Regions from separate parts of the Mus musculus genome. Here regions 2 and 3 are each linked to region 1. A link is a contact called in public promoter capture Hi-C data. All regions are on one chromosome and are shown on one strand. The core of a region is the stretch at or near the end of the contact, and the rest is flanking DNA. Distances in the headings are between cores, read along the strand shown. Region 1 holds the start of Asb1 (ankyrin repeat and SOCS box-containing 1). Region 2 holds the start of Stk25 (serine/threonine kinase 25 (yeast)). Region 3 holds the start of Dtymk (deoxythymidylate kinase).

Region 1 (4,837 bases), core at 1,962-4,461:
AGAATGGTAGTCATCTCCTTTACTGTAAAAATAGCTGGTTAGCCAAAAGCCAAGGGCCAAGCAAGGGTTGTTTTCCTGGAAGGTGAATGAGTTCCATACCACACTGCTCTGTAAAATCGTCACAATGTGTCTTGATAAGAGACAATTCAGCAGAGTACAACTGTCCCCACAGTGTTCATGACTGTGAACTAAACACATCTCTTTTCTTTATAGTTAGACTATCTCAGGGAGTTTACTGTATCAGTGAAAATGAAATAACAAGGAATAAGCCTCAAAGGTATACCTTTATTTGTTTGTATAGAAATTACAGTTCAAGAGTCTGGAGAGATGGCTCATTTGGTAGTGTGTGCCACACAAATATAAGCCCTGAAGCTCAGATCCCCAACAACCATATAAAAGATAAAAAGCCAAGACCAGTTACACATCCCTACCATTCCAACGTGGGTAGGAGAGGCAGAGACTGGAGGATGCTTAGGGTCATGGATCCCTGGGCAGGCTGGCAGCTAGATTAGCCAAATACATAAGCCTTGATTCAAAAATAAGGTGGAGTAAGAAAAACACTAAATGTTGACCTCTGAGCTCCATACATACACACACACACACACACACACACACACACACGAGAGAGAGAGAGAGAGAGAGAGAGAGAGAGAGAGAGAGAGAATCATACCTCAATAAAATAGAAAACTAAAATATATGTGCATAAATACAAGTCCAACCTATACAACAAAAAAAATAGAAGTGAATAGAAAGACTGTATCATGTACTAGGATGAGATTCAATATTAGAGAAATTCTCAGGGTTCCCTATAAATATAATGTATCCAGTTTCTTCAGAAATTTGATATCAGATATACCAAAATGATTTCAAACTTGTATTTGTAGATATACATAAGGGAAAATAGCTTTTGTTGCTGTTTTAGTAAGAATAACAGGTGGAAGGAACCCTACCATACTAGATAACAAAACTCTCACCAGACTAGAAAGAAAACAAAAACAAAAAGCAGAATCAATTCTCCAGGAAGACTTTAATCTTAATATAAACAGCTCAACTGTAATAAGCAGGCATAAAATCAGAGTGAGACATACAGCCAGTGGAAAGTAGTTGAACAATTAATCACCTACTTGGAAATACATCTTTGCTCACATCACAGCCCAAACTAACTCCAGGAGACTGAAAAGCTTTATTAAAAGCATTGCACCAACAGGTGAATAAAGACAGCACAAATTCTAACTGCTTGGATTCAAGTCTCCCACCCTGTGGGGATGTCCTAGCATGTTACCAAACATATCCCTTCACAGGCAGGCTTTTTCTAGTCGCTGATGTGTTTCCATATTTGAATACAATATCCGTTGAGCCCCTACAGATTCTCCTATAGGTACACGGTGGTGACGACTAAGTATCCTTGCCCTCTGCGGCCTGAAAGTCCATTGACTGGGCTGAGACCAAGGCAGCACAAGGTTCACAAAAACCTATTCGGTTCACTCTGGTGCACAGCAGACCAACAGGCAGGCATCTATCTAGCCTGGAAATGGATCTGTAAGGCGCTTCCAGGTCCTCCTTTCATCACTGTAACTACAGCACAGTATAAAAATTTAAAGCCAGAGTTGGGGAGGATTCAGATGTACCGGGTAACTGTTAGGAAAATGGCTGGCACCAGAGGACTTCGGAAAGTCTCTGGACCCCCTTAGCTCACCTCTCCTCTACACTCCCAGCCCAGGCCAACAGACCTTCAGAATCTCCTCCAGTTCTAGAGCCGAAAGCCATTTCAATTTCGGACTTCTCTGATCATCTAATCCAACTACCCACTGAAGACCTGTGCCTCTACCCAAGCTGGAAACACACAAACAGAACAGACACTAAAACAACACTGGGGTCGGGGTGGGGTGCAAAACCACTTTTTCTTCCACAGGACTATTCTGTACCTTAAGAAATAGCTACCCTTTGACCAACCACCTCTCTCCCATTTCTCATTCCTGCATGACAGGTCAATCCACTCAAAGATCTTGTCTGTCCCTGAGATCAAATTCAATGACAACCAAAGCTCTTGGTGGTAGAGGCCTTGCCTTGCTTTTTCATGTCACCCCGATAGCCCCAGGTGAGTCAGGCCAATAGGACATCATCCACAAAGTTTGTTGAATTGATGGAGGGAGGAATGACAAGAGACTGTACCAACATTGTGGCTTTCTCAGATTTTCTGCATACAGAAGAGAGCTCAGTGAACTCTAAAATCAGAGATGGGTGCAGAAGCACACCTACCAAACACCTACCAGCAGGTTCAGAAAGACCCCAAGGTGGACGCCGTACCAGGAAACTCTCCTGGGAATTGTTAGTTCCATTGTAGCAGCACTGCAAAGTGGAGCAGCTTTAAGGCAGGTGGCAAGTGTCACCCTTTTTCTGCAGGTGGGTCAAGCGCCCCTGTAAGAGTTGTGGCACTAGCAAGCTCTCTGGGGACAGCACTGTCGTTAAGGTGGGTGGAGGTGGGGCGGAGGACGTTTGTCCAGTAGCTACTGCGCTGACTGGCTGGCGGGATGGGGAAAGGGAACCTGTCCGCACGAAGGCTGACCTCTGAGGGCCCTTACTGACCAGTGAGCTCATACCTGGAAGAAGATCCGAACCCCATGGTCCAGCCAGGGTCATCGCTGACGGGGATGGGCTAACAGGGTGGCAGTTACAAGGCTAGCTCCACCAGAAAGAAACCTCCGTGGGAGGGATGTCCACGAGAGGCCAGGCAGGAGCGGGGGCGCGCGCCTAGGGCCGCGCGGAGCCTAACGTCCACACTTACTGACCCCGGGCGCGATTCCTCGGATCTGGCCTGCGAGGACCGAGGACCCGAGTCCCGGACGCCCAAGGGACACTCTGACCCCAAGACGCAACCCCGCTCCCTACTACCCCTAGCCGCGCACGTTACCTGCGGGTCCCGGGCCGGCCCGTCCATCGGGGCCGGTCCCGCCCTCCGCCATGCCTACTTGGTCCTCAGCCTCCGCCCTGACCCCGCCGCCTGTCCACCTCCGCAGCAATCCTGTCAGAGAGCAACGCTGTCAGAGAAGCACCGCCGGCGTTTCCGGCAGGTGGGCGTGTCCAGGGCTCGGCTTCCGGGGAGTATGAGCCTCCTTTTCGTACTTCCTGCTCCGGACGGAGGGTGCTGGGGTCTCCACTTCCGGCCTGGCTAACGGACTTGATTGCTGATTAGCGGGGTTGACCAAACTGCGTCTCCCGAGGCAACAGCAGCAGCTTCTGGGGAAACGCCTTTCCTCTGGGGGCGGAGGCTTATTTGCATGCCTCAGGAACTCCTGGTTGGTCGATTCTGTTCCCGCCCACTGGAGGGCGGGACGTGGGCGGGACCGTTACGGCCCAGTGGACTGTGGTCCGCTATCGCAGCGGCTGAAGGGTGTTGAGTGACGTGGGGCTGCGCTGCTGTCCTTTCTACGAGACTCCAAACGGTGCCTTCCGAGTCGGTGACTTGCAAAGTTGTGTTAGACGAAGGCAGCCCAGAATGTCTCCATGGAGCCAATAGTGTCTGTAACTTGGTCAAGGCGTGTTGACAGAGTGGCTTTCCCTCAAGCACTCCCGATTTTACATCGGTCACACTGTGTGCGTTGCGTTACGAACAGTTCTTAAGCATGGACGCTGTCGGGTCCTTTCATTCTCCTCTACACAACTTAGGGAAGGTACCTTGCAGGGGGAGGACCCCAGTGGACCGGGGGGAGACCGCGCCTTAAGGAGACAGAAGCGCCCCGCTGTCCTGTGAGATGGAGGCAAGGCCACAGTCTCCAACACCGCGGCTGTGACTTGTCTGCATCTTTGTGTGGTCATGGCACACCAGCTGGGAGCTAGCGACTATAGGTGCCCAACAAATCCTCGTGCCCAGACTGGCTCAGTTGCACAGGTCTGTGGAGCTGTGTGAGGCATCCTGGAACAGAGCCACGGGCTCTGAGGGTTTTGAGGGGAGCGGGGAGATTCCTGCAGTGGTGTTTGGTCTTGATAACACCGTTGGCACGAGGGACAGGTGACACCAATGACGCTGCAAGGCAAAGAGCCAGAGGTGGCTCAGCCTTATGGCTCTGCTCCACGGCTGCACATCCCTGGCTGGGATACCTCAAGGGTAAAACCACCCAAATGCGCATCAAAATGTGGTGTCGTGGCCATCCATATATCCTTTAAAAAGCCTCTGCCCCAGGTTACAACATGGCCAACCCTGGAGGATCTCTGCTCAGTGAAATAAGCCAGCAATAACGAACAAATAATGCACTCTTCCACACATAGGTCACTAAAGGAATCAGCTTCGGAAACAGAGTGGAATAGTAGGTGTCAGTTTGCTTCCAGAAAAGGGAGTGTCACGGGTGAGGGGACAGAGATAAAACTCCAGGCTGTCACCCTAGCCTGAGAACTTCGTTGAGACCAAAACTCAAGCAAAACTGGACTTACTGCTTTGGCTCGGGAAAAAAAAAATTTGTTAAGACTAATGGAAGCAATGTTGAGGTTTTATTTAAAATACTTTAACATTAGACTTTAACCTAAAGACTTAGAAGAGAGGTACTATGGAAGACACACCCAAGTATAGCTCCTCAAGGGAGTCACAATCCTTAGCACTAGCTACTATATACACCATTTTGATGGCTCTCAACTTAGATCTCAAGAGTACTCAGAAACTAACACTCTCTCTCTCTCTCTCTCTCTCTCTCTCTCTCTCTCTCTCTCTCTCTCTCTCTCGTGTTTGTGTGTGTGTCTATGAGATTATGGGGTGGCTTCAGACATACCTTGGATGGAATTATAATCTGATAAAGCCAGGAGCCACTGATTGCATGAGTTTTGTGCATGTCCATTTCCTGTAAAA
Region 2 (4,725 bases), core at 1,214-3,713, 2.1 Mb before region 1:
AGCATCCAGGCAGGCGTGGTGCAGGAGAAACTGAGAGTTCTACATCTTCATCTGAAGTCTGCTAGCTGAATACTGGCTTCTAGGTAGCTAGGGTGAGGGTCCTAGGCCCACTCCCACAGTGACACACCTACTCTAACAGGGCCACACCTTCTAATAGTACCACTCCCTGGGCCAAGCATATACAAATCACCACAGAAACCAATTCCAGGTGATGGGAAACAATCTTTATACATCACTGAGACAGGAGATATTCCAATAATCATGACAATGACAATGACCATTGTGGATGGTGCCATCCCTGGACTGGTGGCCCCAGTTTCTATGAGAAAGCAGGCTGCACAAGCCATGAAAAACAAGCCAGTAAGCAGTACCTCTCCATTGTCTTAGCATCAGATCCTGCCTCCAGGTTCCTGCCTTGTTTGAGTTCCTGTCCTGACTTCCTTTGGTGAGGAGCAGTGTTGTAGATTATAAGCCAAATAAACCCTTTCCTCTCCATGTGGCTTTGGTCATATCATCACAGCAATATGAACCCTCACTAAGACACAATGAATTTATTATTTTATATGTATAGTCATTCACATCCACAGATGTTTGTGTACCACTTGTGTACCTGATGCCCACAGAGGCCAGAAGAGGACTCGGATCCCCTGAAATTGGAGTGACCAATAGTTGAGAGCCACCATGTGGGTGCTGGGAACCAAGCCTGGTTCCTATGCAAAAGTCTCCAGTGCTCTTAACAGCTGAAAAGAAAATCTCTCCAGACCCTTGGGAAGTGTTTTATAGATAAACTACATGGAAGTCTTCCTAAACAGCCAACAACTCTTCAATATCTATTTGACCCAAGAACAAAGCAATAAACCAATACGAAGTTTAATCTCATGAGTAGGGCTTTTCACATGAAGTCTGATGGTTCATATGGATAACCCCAGCATTTGGGAGGCAGAGGCAGAGGCAGAGGCAGAGGCAGAGGCAGAGGCAGAGGCAGAGGCAGAGGCAGAGGCAGAGGCAGAGGCAGAGGCAGAGGCAGAGGCAGAGGCAGAGGCAGAGGCAGAGGCAGAGGCAGAGGCAGAGGCAGAACTGCTGTGAATTTGAGGCCAAAAAGGGCCACATAGAGAGTTTTAAGCCAGCCTAGGCTACAGAATGAGGTCCTGTCTTAAAAATCAAAAATAAAGGCCTACAGAGATTCCTCAATCATTAAGAATTCTTGTTGCTCTTCCAGAGGACCAGAATTTAGTTCTAGCACCCATGCCATTCAGCATATGACCCTCTGCAACTCCAGATCCAGGCCTTTTCAGATCTCAGTAGGTTCCTGTTCACATTTAACATACACATATATGTACATAAATAAGTCTTAATAGAGTTGGCCTTGCCTAATTTCAGACTTTTCTATAGGAGGGATAGGTAGGCTGAAGGCCATCCTACAGATGATCTTTTTCAGGGGCAATAAAAATATTTGCCCCTATTGTTGATGCCTTGGGGCGGGGGAGGGGAGGAAACCAAGGTGCTTCAGGATCCAGGGCAGGGCTGTTTGCTGGAAGTCTATTTTCTTCTGGGGAAAAACACAGCAAAGAAAACCTAATCAACATGTAGTAAAATTTGGCGGTTAAAGAATCTGATGCAAGGTCTTGCATGCAAGGTTTAAGGTTCCAGGATGGTGCCCAGGAAGAAAATCCACCAGAGAACAGAAACAACAAGCCTTTATGAGTTGGGGAGTAGGGACATTATGGTGGTTTGCACTGAGCCGTCATAGGAATGGACACAGTATGGAGCCAAATCTCCCTCCCGTGGAACACTAGGAGACTGCATAGAAGTGGACATTGCTGACTAGTCACTCATACTGAATTCACAGGATGAAAGGCATCTTCCAACCTTTGGAAATCCCCGCTGGACCACACAACTCTTCCCAGCGCCAGGTCATGTCCTGGGGACCTACGATTAAACCTTTTCAGATAGGGAAACTGAGGCAGGAGAGAAGCACTTGTCCAACAATGGGCGACTTTTCTAAGGGCGCGCGTGGGCGTACTCCTTGTGTGTGTGTGTTGCTAAGCGCAGACAAGAAGGTCACACTGCGGTTAAAGCTGGAGCACCAGGATATGAGGGTAATGTGGGTTCGCACTCCAGGCACACAGTATGGGTCTCAGAAGCTTGGCAAACAGAACTGGGAAAATGAGAGGAGGGCTGAAAAAAAAAGAGAAAAAAAAGCCTAGAAAACGTCAAGGCAACTGCGCACGCGCTGCACCCGTCACCGCGCGGCCTGACAGGAGGGGCAGCCCAGCTCGGGCATATCTCAAGGTTCGGATCCAATCTGTGGCGCATTTGTGCCTCTCCACTGACCGCCCACCGCAAGTTCTCCTGGGACTTGTAGTCTGTCGCCATCAGGGCCCCGGAGCACTTGCGTAACACCTCATCCTACCGCGCAGCCTGCTGGGACTTGTAGTCTCAATTTTGCGTGCCCGGGGTACGGGGCGGGCTGCGGGACTCCTAGTCCCACAGAGCTTCGCGCTCGCCACGACGCCCTGCTCAGAGCCGCTGCCTCCACCTCACGGGCTGGGAGGCCTGGGCGTTCCGGGAGACCGAATTGCGGTGTGAGCCGCCGTGGGGACTGCGAAGCGGGCCCGGAGTCCGAGATGGAGCCGCCCGGAGGTGGGCGCTGCCAGCGGGCCTCGCCTGAATGTTGGGGAGGCCGGGCACGCCCTGAGGGCGGGTCGGGGGCCCTGGGCGCGGGACCGGAGGTCGCGGGTGGAGGGACGCCACGGAACGGGTCCCCCTGGCCACTGTTGACCGAGCGGCCTGCGGTTTCTCGCAGGTGCTTGAGGCGAGCGGGCGGAGCGGCTGCGACGGACTGGTCACGTCAGCGGGGACATGGCTCACCTCCGGGGCTTCGCGCACCAGGTGAGTGTGGGCGTCGGCGTGCCCCGAGTCCGTGGTTCGCTGTGGAGCGGATTTGTCCACTTGAGGCGGGAGAGGGGCGGAGGCCGTCTGCCTCGGGGCGCGTCTTGGGGCCGTTGGAACTCTGGCCTGTGCCGAGCCAGCGCCTGCGGAAGACGTGAGCCCCAGGGAACGTCTGCGGGGCGAGCGCTTCTGCTCGGGAGCTGCTGGGGGCAGGTGCAGGAACCTGCCCTGGGCACAACCTGCTTGACCCAGGCTCGGAGCACCTTCCCAGAAGATGGACTCCACCTTCCTTGGCTAACGGGATGGAACCCCGACACGGGACCGCACAGGAGATGAGGGCTGCGTAGGGTCAGAGGGTTCGGTGGTTTGCTCTCTGGACCCCCTTTCTCGCCTTTATTTTATTTGTGGTGTTGTTATTTCAGAGCAATATGACAGACAGCTAGTGAAGTGGAATGAGCTGCCTTGGCGGCTGATTTTCCTCTGGCTTTAGCTGTGGGATTTGCGTTTTAAGGGCTTGGTTTAGATAGGCTTAGGCTTGACAGTTGCACAGTGAAGGAATCAGTTCCTGAGGACAGTGCAGCCGCTCACCCCACCCCACCCTGACCCCCCTTCTCCCTGCATCCTTGAGAACTGGTTGTGTAGACAGGAAGCATGTCCGTCCGCTGCTTGTGGGCAGGAATTGGAGGCAGGGCTCCTTGGAGGAAACCAAACCAGCCTGGAAGACTACTCACAGCTGTTGGGGAGGGCTTTTGGCCCAGCTGTCACAGATGGGATCCCGAGCTTGCTAACTGATGCTGAATTAAGCTAACACATTTTTAATACATTTTGACATTTCGCCTCTAATTATATAACATACTAAGAGAGAGAGAAAAAAAATCTGCCTCTAGTTTATTTTTAAGAGACTTAAGCTTAGCTTATGAAGGTCCCAGGATGACAAATTGGAGCTATGAATTGCGAAGGAGTACAGTAATGATGGCTAGGGGACCTTTCTCAAAGAGAAAACACCCTTTTTGTCTTTTTAGGGGCCTGTGTCCAGCCTAGACATACTTGGCTTCTGAAAGTGACACAAAACCTTTGTAGGGCTGCTTTCTCCCAAGATGGCTGCCATAGAGTCCTATGAAATTGCTCCTTTTGTGTGATAAGGCTTGTACTTTCCCCCTGTAGCCTGTGCTTCTGCCTTAGATTACCTTTTACCCGGCCTGTTCCTGCCCATCTCTGGAAGGACCAGATGGTTCTGGGCAAGCACTGTGTGACTGTGTGTGGTAGATGAGGGAGGATGTGTGCTGAGTTGTTCCTCTTGTTTTGGAGAGGTGATACACAGCAGGCATGTTGGCAGAAAGGCCAGAGGCTGTAAGTATAATATCCCTAGGATGGAATGGAGAGCGAATGGGTCTCAGTTGTTCAGAGTAAGTTAGATGGCTTGAGTGATGGTTCATAACACATTCTGTCCAGAAGAGAAATCTGAGCCACCCAGATCAGCATGCTAGCTGTCTGTGATTGGCTGGGTTTGGGACTAGGGCTGCTTCAAAGGTGTAAATACAGAGACCATGCCAGAAAGGCTCCTATCATACTGTTTCTTAGGCTGACTGGTTCACAGCTATAGGTACCCAAAAAACGTAGACTTTGAAGACTAGGGTTCCCACCTTCCTTGCACAAAGTCTAGAACTCTGGCTTTGGGATCTGTTATTTTCTTTTCCTCTGAGGCAGTGTGAGTGAATACCTGGCCTGAAGTATCCTTCTTCGGCTACTGTAGTGGACAAGTTCTGATTCTAGGTTCCCCCAGAAGAGAGCAATTAAGAATTCTCAGTATGGCTGAGCAGTGTGGGAGGATGT
Region 3 (4,587 bases), core at 959-3,458, 2.3 Mb before region 1:
CATCCTCCTCCGCATCCCGGAGCCTCGCACGGATCGCGGTGGGCCGGGGGCGGCGGCGGCGGCGCGAACCCGCGCGGGCGGCGGCTCGGCCAGAGTGCTTACTGTCCAGATAGTGCTCCAAGTACATGGCAGTCGCCATCTTCGCCTCGGCCACGCTCGGGGTCTGCGCGAGCGGGCGGTGCCGCGGACTCGGGGCGGGGCGGCGCCGCGCGCTCACTATTCATGAGCCGCGTGCTCCGATTGGCCGGAAAGTGGGCGGGGCAACTCAGGGGCCACCCCTAGGCTTCCGGCCGGCTGTGGTCGCCAGGCGGCGCTGTGGGGCTTGCCCTGAGGGAACGCGGATGGGCGATGTGCTCGGTTCGCAGTTTGCAATGTGGAAGCTCTGTCTCTGGCCCAGCCGGATTCCAAGCCCTGGCAGGGGACTCCGCTTGCACGTGTGCTGGCGCCAAACCTGCCAGCCGACACCTGCCGCTCTTCCCGCGTTGTTCAGACACCCGCTGCCTGTGGTTTCTCCTGGCTGACGGGGCCTCCCGGAAGGAGACCCCCTCACAGGCATCGGTTAACTTCCATGCTCTTTGTGGCTGTCTGGTCCCGAGGGGGGCGTGCCCACGCTGGACCTCGGTTGCTTTGACTCGCACTTCGTGAAGAAGCCACGCACCCCTCGATGCCTGCAAAAATACATTTTACATTCCTACGGCAACTCTGTTACAGTTAATGAAACAATATAACTAAAATCCAGGGTTTACCAGAGTCCACTCTTGGTGGGCTCTAATATTTCTGAGAAGTATTAAGTATCCCCCTTATAGCATCCTGAAGAATATTTTTCACTGCCTTTAATTCTTTTGGTCTATTACAATAGCGCGCGCACACACACACACGCATACTTGTAACCAATAAACGTTTTAGAGTCTCTGTAGTATTGCTTTGCTAACATGCCATGTAGTTGCATTTTACAGTACACAGTCTTTTCAGACTGGCTGCATTTATCATTATACAGTTCAGGTTCCTCCATGTCCTAGTAAGTAACTGATAATTCACTTTTTACTTCAAAATTATTTCACTGTGTAATTACCAGTTTATCAGTTTGCGTGTTGGAGGACATCTTAGCTGCTTCCATATTTAGGCAAATGTGGCTAGAGCTGATACAATCATTTGTGTGCAGACATAGTTTCCAACCCATTTGGGTAAATATTGACTTCATGTTAAAAGTAGAGTGCTTTCTTGAGAAACAGCCAAGCTATCTTCCACACCGTTTTTGCCTTCTCCTCTGCACTGACAGTCTCCTTCGCTCCACGTCCTCACCAGCATGATGAAGGGTTAGAATTGTAGATTTGGGCTATTCTCGAAGAGGTGAAATTATCTTAATTCATGATTCCTAACAATATGTTTGTGTTGCACATTTTTACATATGTGTCTGGCATCTGTGTCACTTCTTTGGGTGTTAGTTCAAATGTTTGCATAAACCTTGATCTACCTCCCAAATGTTGGGTTTATAGGCTATGTCACTCACTATATCCAATTTATTCTGTGCTGGGTATGGAATCTTTGTTCATTAGGCAAAACATAACCCAGCCCAGCCTTTGACTGCGGATCCTTTTTTCTCTTCCTCTAGAGTACTGTTGTTTGGGTTTTTGAGCCTGGGTCTCACAATGTATCCCTGGCTGGCCTGAAACTATGTAAGTGGCCTCAGACTCACAGAGATTTGCCCGCCTCCTGCTCATGTATTTTCCCTGACTTTATTTTGTCTGTAAAAACACTGCTAGGGGGAAAGGAATTTAAAAGGGGGGGGGGTGGTTTCAATTCTGCCCACGCTGCAAATAAACCCATTTCCTTCCACCAACTTACACTAAAACGACAAGGAAAATTCCTGAGCGGTTCGAAAATGCTGCAGAAAGTACATCTTGGGGGTCGATGTTCCTATCCTTAACTCCTTTCAGAGCCTGATCATCACATGGCTCCTGTACGCGCGCAGGTGTGTGTGTGATAAGAAACTTTTAGAACCCTTCAGTAGCGCGCTTAGGGGCATAAAAATTTGATTCCGTTACAGGTCTCGAACTTCCACGTGACCAGAGCCTGCGCAACCACAGTCCTTAAGATTGGTGCTCTTCGGGAGCGGCGAACGGAAGTTCCGCGAGTTGGCGCTCGCTAAACTGCAGACTCCCGGGCCTAGATTACGTCACGTCCGGAAGCTGTTCCCCGCAGGCCACAGAATTCGTTTTCCAACCGGAAGAGGGCAGGGCTTCCGTGCACGCCGGGCTTCTGCTGCATCTAACATTGGCGGGAACCTGGCAAGTTGACCGGTGCTGTGCGGGCGATGGCGTCGCGTCGGGGAGCGCTCATCGTGCTGGAGGGTGTGGACCGTGCTGGCAAGACCACGCAGGGCCTCAAGCTGGTGACCGCGCTGTGCGCCTCGGGCCACAGAGCGGAGCTGCTGCGTTTCCCCGGTGCGCGGGTGGGCCTGGAGAATTCCCTCACTCTCTCTTTGGGTTGTAGTCTTAGTATCTTTAAAAGCTTTTAGAACATCTATTTATTTATTATTGTGCATGCGTGTGCTGGCTAGTCTATGTCAGTTTGACTCAAGCTACCTCAATTGAGAAAACTGGCCCCACCAGATTGGCCAGCAGACAAGCCTGGAAGACATTTTCTTCATTGGTCATTGATTTGGGAGGGCCCGGCTGGTGGAGATGGCTTAGTTAATAAAATACAGGCTGAAATGAGAGCCTGGGTTTAGTTTCCCAGGTTAAAAAAAAAAAAAACCTAGTACGGTTGCTTATCCAACCGCTGGAGAGGTGAGACGGACTCGTTCCTGGGACTTGTGAGCCAGCCAGTTCAGCCAAAACTGAGCTTCAGGTAGAAGCTCCTCTCTGAAAACACAAGGTGGAAAAGTACTGAAAAGGGAACATAAGGTTGACTTTTGGCCTTGCGCCCTGTACACTGGACACCAACCCCTGATCCTACAAATTAAGTAGGTTGGGAATTGGAACAACCACTTTGCAGGATATTTTAATTTTCAAACCAACCAGTCAAAAGTCTTACAAGTACTTTTGAAATCAAGACTTGCACGTACATTACTTCCTTTTCTCGGGGAGACTTCTTTGGCTTCAGAGATGGTCCAAAGCTGTCTGGAGGTTGAAAGTTAGGTGTAGGTGCAAGGAGAGAACTTAAGTGCAAACCCCTGTAGACTTCAGGTGAAGAGTCTGACTTCAGTCGAGTGTATCTTTGTCTTTCTAGAAAGATCAACGGAAATCGGCAAGCTTCTGAATTCCTACTTGGAAAAGAAAACGGAACTAGAGGATCACTCCGTGCACCTGCTCTTCTCTGCAAACCGCTGGGAACAAGTGTAAAGACCTGCGTCGTTGCTCCCCGGTTGTAACATGCACACTTTTGTGTGTGGCAAGGGTGCGAGCACCTGTGTGTGGCATGTGTGCAAACACCCGCACGTCGAGACCAGAGGCCAGCTTGGGAGGTTTCCTCTACCCTACCATTCGACGCCGTATTTGAGATAAAAAAATCGACGTATTTGAGATAAAAAATCGTCGTATTTGAGATAAAAAATCGCCGTATTTGAGATAAAACATCGTCGTATTTGACCATCGTATTTAACCACATCCGGCTTGTTTTGTTTTATTAAAAGGTTTTTTTTTTGATTTGGTTTTTGGTTTTGTTTTTTTGATACTAGGTTTCCCTACATAACAGTCCTGACTATCCTGGAACTTGCCTTATAGACCAGGCTGGCCTCATAAAAAATATGTATTCGTTTTTGTGTAATATAAATGGCTACCTGTATGTGCACCTCATGCATACCTGCTGCCCAAGGAAGACAACTCCTGTAACTAGAGTTACTGAGAGTTGTAAGCTGTCATGTGAGTTCTGGGAACCAAACCTGGGTCCTTGGCAAGAGCAGTAAGTGCTTTTAACTGCTGAGGCAAGGTTTGTTTTGTTTTGTTTGTTTTTGTTTTTTCGAGACAGGGTTTCTCTGTATAGCCCTGGCTGTCCTAGAACTCACTTTGTAGACCAGGCTGACTTTGAACTCAGAAATCTGCCTGCCTCTGCCTGGGATTAAAGGCGTGCACCACCACACCCGGCTTGTTTTGTTTTATTAAAAGTTTTTTTTTTTTTTTTTTGGTTTGGTTTGGTTTTTGGTTTTGTTTTTTTTTTGATACTAGGTTTCCCTACATAACAGCCCTGACTATCCTGGAACTTGCCTTATAGACCAGGCTGGCCTCATGCCTAGCTGAGATAATTTTGGGATACACTGGCCTTTGTGCTTCTGGGTCCTGTCTGTCTCCCTAAATGTCTTTCTTCCTGCTGGCTTATATCTGGGTTCTGGGGTACTAGAAATCCAAACCCCAGTCTTCCTGTTATATGGCAAACAGTTTATCCATAGAGCCACATCTCCAGCCCCCAGCCTTTTGTTTTTTGTCTTTGTTTTTAAGATACTTGGTCCCCTCTGTAGCTCAGAGTGTCCTCTAAGTAACGATAACCCTTCCTTCTCAGCCTTTTAAGTGCTAGCTATTTTCATTTTCTTCTCTTTTTTTCCTAGATGAAGTTTCTCAGTGTAGCCTTGGCTGTCCTGGAACTCACTCT

Evidence for each region. Promoter capture Hi-C pulls out the DNA fragments that hold promoters and counts their contacts.
Region 2: a promoter capture Hi-C map of pre-B cells shows a contact between it and region 1. The contact joins the promoter of Stk25 here to the promoter of Asb1 in region 1. A contact is called at or near these places in 1 of 39 promoter capture datasets (pre-B cells) and 2 of 9 other capture datasets (adipose tissue and liver).
Region 3: a contact with region 1 is called in a promoter capture Hi-C map of pre-B cells, with 5 times the contacts expected there. The contact joins the promoter of Dtymk here to the promoter of Asb1 in region 1. A contact is called at or near these places in 1 of 39 promoter capture datasets (pre-B cells), 1 of 484 Hi-C or Micro-C datasets (CD4 T cells) and 2 of 9 other capture datasets (adipose tissue and liver).

The regions. Positions count from the first base shown.
Region 1 is chr1:91,538,939-91,543,775 of GRCm38.p6, reverse strand. Asb1 (ankyrin repeat and SOCS box-containing 1) reads right to left here and starts at 3,211. Exons shown (of 5, transcript NM_001039126.2): 1 at 2,912-3,211. The coding sequence starts at 2,963.
Region 2 is chr1:93,633,465-93,638,189 of GRCm38.p6, reverse strand. Stk25 (serine/threonine kinase 25 (yeast)) reads left to right here and starts at 2,463. Exons shown (of 12, transcript NM_021537.3): 1 at 2,463-2,643; 2 at 2,807-2,892. The coding sequence starts at 2,863.
Region 3 is chr1:93,799,555-93,804,141 of GRCm38.p6, reverse strand. Dtymk (deoxythymidylate kinase) reads left to right here and starts at 2,208. Exons shown (of 5, transcript NM_001105667.1): 1 at 2,208-2,444; 2 at 3,232-3,340. The coding sequence starts at 2,315. Ing5 (inhibitor of growth family, member 5) reads right to left here and starts at 177. Exons shown (of 8, transcript NM_025454.2): 1 at 103-177. The coding sequence starts at 139.